Regions from separate parts of the Sus scrofa genome. Here region 2 is linked to region 1. A link is a contact called in public Hi-C data. All regions are on one chromosome and are shown on one strand. Each heading gives the region's core, a stretch centred on a gene start, on an enhancer-like site or on the middle of the called end of the contact. The rest is flanking DNA. Distances are from core to core; before and after follow the strand shown. Region 1 holds the start of MBNL2 (muscleblind-like protein 2). Region 2 holds the start of RAP2A (ras-related protein Rap-2a).

Region 1 (3,201 bases), core at 41-2,540:
GCTTATTAGCATTTGTATTAGCTGGGCAATAGGTCAGAGTTGTAACTAGCTAGAAGGAAAAAATATTCAACCAGATCTAGTTTCACTGAATGAAAATAGAAAAATGAGTCAAAGAAGACTAAAATTTCAGGACTGAAATTTAAGGGAAAGGTAGTTTCAAAGTCAGCATCAGAGGGGGGATCAGGAAGAGGATATTCATAAACCTGTGATATCCTACTTACATGCAGGGTAATAGAAAGAATATTTAAAAATAATTTTTACCAGTTCCAGCATGGAGATCGTTTAAATTTCCAGAAAAATTATGGTAGATGAAAGCCTGCCAGTTATACATGTGATGGATTTACATTGGGATGAAAAGAGCATTATAAGATTTGGGAGGAATGAAGTATGGTATTCTATTGGAGAAATACCCTCCAAATCATATGAAACATTGTGATTTTAAAATGCATTTGTGGAGTTCCTGTCGTGGTGCAGTGGTTAACGAATCCGACTAGGAACCATGAGGTTGCGGGTTCGATCCCTGGCCTTGCTCAGTGGGTTGAGGATCTGGCGTTGTCGTGAGCTGTGGTGTAGGTCGCAGACGCAGCTCAGATCCTGTGTTGCTGTGGCTATGGTGCAGGCCAGCAGCTGTAGCTCCTATTCGACCCTAGCCTGGGAACCTGCATATGCTGCAGGTGTGGCCCTAAGAAGCCAAAAAAAAAAAAAAAAAAGAAGAAGAAGAAGAAAAAAAAATGCAATTTGGCAGGGAACTATACTCAATGTTACATAATAACCTATAAGGCAAAAAATCTGAAAAAGTATAGATGGATATATATATGTATAACTGAATCCTTTTGCTTTCACTGAAACTAACACAACACTGTAAATCAACTATAATATAAATAAATAGCAATTGGCAAAATCAAAGGAAATCATGAATCCCACACCAACGGTTACTTCATTACAGGTGCACTGGACAGTTGCTTATAAACAATAGGGTGTGGGTTCAACCTTTCAGGGCTTTGTTCGTGCCTTGGTCTAGCCAGGTACCATGAGATAATTTTTTAAATTCAAAATGTTGTGTTTAGTGGAAGGAAAGCATATGTGTTTTGTGTTTTCTAAATGCCATTTTTTTTTTTCAAAATAGAGTACAGTTGACTGGGAAAAAATAAATAACCCTTAGTAACCTTTGCATTTCTGTGCTCCTGCTGTATCTCAGGGAACTTCAGCACCTTCAAAGCATCCTTTGTGGAGCCACACCTGATGGCGCCCCTTGGATCACGTGTCATGCGTGCTCAGCAGTAAACATCTTGCCGTAATCGTCGCTTCCTTAAGGACAATGTGGACCAGTGCACAGTATTTCTCAAGTGGTACCTAAGAATCTTAGGGTCAGGTTAAGGCACACCTTATCCTCTCAGAGAAGCCTGCCAAGAGCACAAAAGGCTCAAGTATCGATATCCATTTTATTGTTCAGAATTCCCTAATTGAAGGCCCCGGGAGTCTGAAAACTTGGACGAAAGATATACGGGCTGCAGTAACAGATGTCCTAGAGGAAAACTGTGCAACGGATAAGGGCATGTTTTGACTTCGAATAGGCACTTGGGCCAACGCGTTCTTCCTCACTAACGGAAGGTGTATGGATTTCCACGGCAGGCACCGAATTGTTTCTCCTTTCGGAAAAAAATATATGCTTTGTCCAATGGGATAATGACTTCAGTTTCCAGCACAACCCGGATTTCTTTGGATCCTGCGGAGTTCTGCCTTTCCCAAAGTATTTCCAGGGCAGCCGCAAGCCCTGGCTGTCTTCAAGGCTGTTCTCTGGAGCTGCCCCTCTCTCTGCTCTGCCAATTATGTGCCACTTTGTCTTGGTGCCCTGACTGCTTTCTTCTGAGAGGGAAATTCCTCTTTCATCAGTATGGATGCACTGTTTTCACACACTGCAAGTGCTGTGTTGCTGTGTCAGTCATCCTATGAGGGCCAGTTTCAGACGAGTAGGGCTGACGAGCTGGCTGGGGATTGGCTGCCCACGGCGGGGCGGGGTTTGTCGGAAGGAAGGGCTGCAGCTTACAGCAACAGAGTTTAGACTGTCTTTGCTTCATCATCTGAAGGCAAAATTTTCCAGATACGGCAGACGGGTCTCAGAGTACAATACACAGGGAATGAGAACTATTTACATGGAAATTTCTTCCTCATGATGCAGCGGAGAAGCCTCGGCCGACTGATTCTGCCAGATGTTCCTGGGGTCACTGTAAAGGGAAAGGAGAGGCAGAGCTAAACAAGGTAAGGGAATCACCCCCCCACCCCCTTCTTCTTCTTCTGTTTTTTTTTTTTTTTTTTTTTCCCCCTGAATGTTTAAAGAGTTTGCTGCAGTATGCTGCATTCCGTGTGTGTTGCTTAGGGAAGCCGGGGAAACCGGATTCCACTAATTCAAATGTAATACTTGCGGGGGGACCCTGGAGTTTTACGTAACATTTTGATTTGAGAAAAAGGAATGGCAAAGCGTGAATCTGTGCCGCCTGTTTGGGGTGAGGCAGAAAACGAGTTTTTTCTTCAAAGAATAGATCCATTGATTATTCAACAAAAAGCATTTGAATTCTGGCGAGCGTTCTTATTTTCTGGTTCTAGAAAATTTTCTGACTGCCATAGTTAGCTCGGGCATAAAGTTTAACGTTGATCCCATTATTTGAAAACAGACTTGTAATTAAGAAAATGAAAAAAAAAAAAACTCATGGTAAATAATCATCGATTGAGTGTTAGCCAAAGGAAAAAAATATATATATGTCTACTTATTGGGAATTAGGGACCTACCTAGGTCTTATAATGTCAAGGCTTTAATTGAGTTTCAAAAGCACATTTTTATTAACAAGCCAGCAAGAGGTAGCTTGCTGACAAGTTTTCGATACTGTAGTTCAATGTTTACATTTCTTTTTCTCGCACGTCTGAGCCTTTGTTTCCAGCTTAAAAGTGGAACCATTATATTCAAAAGTAAAGCTGGGTTAATAATGCTTACTGCAATTATCTGATCTTTATGCATTTTTAATGAGAACACACAGCCAGCAGAATAATTTAATGAGGGCAGGCTAGCTTTTAAAGCTGTGTTTTCACTGTGCAGAACCATATCAACTTTCTTGCCGAGAAACAGCACTGAGAAATGATGGGGAAAGATTTATTTTTAACACACTTGGCCCAAGAGAAGGAAAGGATATATTTGTTAAAGAATTC
Region 2 (3,216 bases), core at 691-3,190, 200 kb after region 1:
AATCCTCTCTACCTGATGACCTTGTGGGGAAGAAGGGTGAAGAAATATGCCATGATCAAACCTTAGAACTATAGAAATCTATCATTCCCAAGAAATGGGAGTGATGTATGGCTGTAGACTAGTTCGAGAAGGACATAGTTTAAGGAAGGCAAATCCAATAACCAATTATTACAAAACATAATCCAGGAAGGTTTAGGAATATAACTTCTCCTAAATTTAACGTTGTAGGTGGGAGAGAGTGTTTAATTATGATCTAATGCCACAGAGAGAACAGTAAGTTTTAAAAGGGAGTTGTTAAAAATGTTTTAGGAGCCACGCATGGAGGACCCATGCAACTGCTGCAGTATGTCTCTTTAATGACCGGAAATTTTCTCACCCTCAAGACAAGAGTCCCTGTTTTCTCGATTGACCCACGATTCAGCCCACATCACTCAGCACTATTTCCGGGTCCGTCATTTAGGCAGAATGCCACCGAGACGACGTTAAAAGCGAAACCCATGGTTCTCGCCTCCAACACATCTTGTTCCCTTGCCAACGTAGGGTGCAACGACCTGTCCCTCAATCACTGACCCCTCCCAAACCCACCAGCCCTACCCCGGGTCTCCATTCCACCCACCCTTGGGGGCAAGGGAGTCGCGATTTCTGGTTGGCTCAGCTCAAGTCTCCGCCATCCGCCAGCTCACCTGCGGTTGGTTGGCAGAGCGTGCGTGGGAGGTGGGAGGGCTGAGCCTGCAACTAGGCTTTCCCCCCATTGGCTGATGGATGGGCATCACGTGGTATGAAGTGGCTCTCTATTGGCCGAGAATGGTACCATGGGTCCAGAGGCGTGCACTGGTTGGCTGGAACGACTCCCAGCTTCCTACTAGGTGCCCCGGCTGGCTGTTGCTATGAGCTGTCCCCAGGCCTTCTGGCTGCGCCTGGGGCTTCGCTCTCCCAGTTTTCCAAGCGCCCGTAGCTGACAGGGCGTGGGAAGAGCTCGACTTCCAGCAGACGCTGAAGAAAGGCGGGGCTGGGGGGAGGTGGGCGGGACTCCCGGCGACGTCACCGGGCGTGGGCCCGGCTTCCGCATGGTCGCTGGCCTTTGCCGCCTCTGGCAGTGGGCAGGATGAGGGCCTGTCACTTTTCCCTCTGTGTCTTGACGCTTAAAACAAAGCTTCACTTCGGTTTTATGCTCGTCCTTTAAACAAAGCCTTTTTTCGTTATGTTTATACAGGACAAAACCAAAGCTCACAGGCTGGGTGGTGTCTAGCAAGGCCCTCCTGCCAAGGCCTCCTTTTGGACCTTGCCGGTGTCTTCTTGTCACTCCCCGCCTCAAGTTAAAACCTAGAGACTGCTCTGGCCCCGCCAACATCGCGTCTCTGCCAAATTCTGAACTTGGCGTGCTCAGGCCGAAGCGGTTCCCGTCGCGGGCAGAAGAACCGCGCGTGCTCAGTACGCAGGATCCGCAGGGTTCGACGCGGCTTGCGGGGTGGGGTGTTGTTGGGTGGCCCAGGTGGTTGTTTATCTAAGCGCGGGCCGAGGCTTCCGCACGGCGCAGAGCCTCCCGGGAGCGCGCGAGGCCGGTCGCCTAGGCGACGGGGGAGCAAGGGCGGGGCTGCGCCACCGGGTCCCGCCCCGGGCCGCCGGGCCCCGCCCCCAGCAGCGCTGCGGCTGGGGCTCGGGCGCGCGCTCCGGCGCCGAGGGGAGCGGCGGCGGCGGCGGCGGCGGCGGGCGGGGAGCTGGGCGTGGAGGCGCGAGGGGCGGGGCGGGCGGCACTGCAGGCCCGCGTTTCGGGCGGCTCCGGCGGCTCCCTGGCTCCCACTCCCTGCTCGCCCTCAGTGCCTGCCGGCGCCCGCGGGGCCGCATTGCCGCCGGCTCGGCCCATGCCCAGGGCTGCTGCTCCCTCCGCCGGCGCCCGGGGGGCCGCGGCGGCCGTGAGGTGGGGGCAGCCGCGGGACGCGGCGGGGCCGGCCGCCGGCGCAGGGTTGGGGGGCGCAGCGCGGCGGGCGTAGGTCTATGTCGCGGGCAGCGGCGGCGGCGGCGGCCGCGGAGGGACGATGCGCGAGTACAAAGTGGTGGTGCTGGGCTCGGGCGGGGTCGGCAAATCCGCCCTGACCGTGCAGTTCGTGACCGGCACCTTCATCGAGAAATACGACCCCACCATCGAGGACTTCTACCGCAAGGAGATCGAGGTGGACTCGTCGCCGTCGGTGCTGGAGATCCTGGACACGGCGGGCACCGAGCAGTTCGCGTCCATGCGGGACCTGTACATCAAGAACGGCCAGGGCTTCATCCTCGTCTATAGCCTCGTCAACCAGCAGAGCTTCCAGGACATCAAGCCCATGCGGGACCAGATCATCCGAGTGAAGCGGTGAGAGGGCCGGGGGCGCGGGCAAGGGGCTTCGCGGTGCGGCCGGCAGCCCCTGTCCCGGGGCCAGAACTCCCTCCCGCGTGCTCTGGGGTGGCTGTGGGCAGGAGGAGCTGTCTAGGCAGGTGGCTCTGGGGTCTTAGGCTTTATCCTAAATTTTTAGCTGGTAGCATCCTCCTCGTCATCTTGAATCTCAAATTTGAGTGCTTTGTTTCACAACTCAAATTTGGCATCCGGTGAACCCACAGCACAGCTCTTTGTCTCTTGGATATTATTAGTAGCGGTTGTGCAGAACCCCAAAGGAAACAAAGTTTAAAACTTGCAGTGGGGGGAGAGGGGCGGGTAGGTTTCTGCTGGGAGGAGGCAGCTGTGCAAGTATAGCGGAGACATTTTCAGACGGAACAACAAAAAACCTCCCTTTGCAGCATTTGACAGCAAAAATTGCTTACACAAATGTGGTAAAAATGTCAAGTCCAATGGAAAGAGATCTTTCTCATTTCATAGAAGATTGAATGGTGGCAAGGCGTTTTACAAAAATGAACTCTTCACTTAAGATGAAACTTTAGAGACAGGTTATCAAATTATTTGCAGACCTGGCTCTGTGGGATTGAGAGAGTATTAGTATGTAGGAGCGCGAATGTACTATCACATTAAAGAATGTGGCTTAACTTTTTTTTTTTAATCTAGCCACTTTACCCCTCAGAAACAAAAAGAAAGGGAAAAAAAGAGGCATTCTTAAAAATAGAATGAGTTTCTTCAAAGGTGTGACTCAAATATTAGCTAATTTAAAGTTAAAGCAGATAAGCTCTTTCCTGTTACAAACTCTTTTCGCAAGTGTGCATTTTGGAAATATAACAGCCTAATGGCTT

The links. Hi-C and Micro-C count contacts between places; a contact is called where the count stands out from the background.
Region 2: a Hi-C map of embryonic fibroblasts shows a contact between it and region 1, with 2.3 times the contacts expected there. The contact joins the promoter of RAP2A here to the promoter of MBNL2 in region 1. A contact is called at or near these places in 1 of 5 promoter capture datasets (liver), 6 of 47 Hi-C or Micro-C datasets (brain, embryonic fibroblasts, heart right ventricle and 2 more) and 2 of 2 datasets of contacts at active chromatin or transcription factors (alveolar macrophages and skeletal muscle).

Annotation. Positions count from the first base shown.
Region 1 is chr11:66,480,633-66,483,833 of Sscrofa11.1, forward strand. It overlaps MBNL2 (muscleblind-like protein 2), which reads left to right and starts at 1,291. Exons shown (of 10, transcript XM_021065800.1): 1 at 1,291-2,259.
Region 2 is chr11:66,677,222-66,680,437 of Sscrofa11.1, forward strand. RAP2A (ras-related protein Rap-2a) reads left to right here and starts at 1,941. Exons shown (of 2, transcript XM_021065816.1): 1 at 1,941-2,350. The coding sequence starts at 2,037. It overlaps LOC110255848 (a long non-coding RNA gene), which reads right to left and starts at 610. Exons shown (of 3, transcript XR_002336730.1): 1 at 377-610.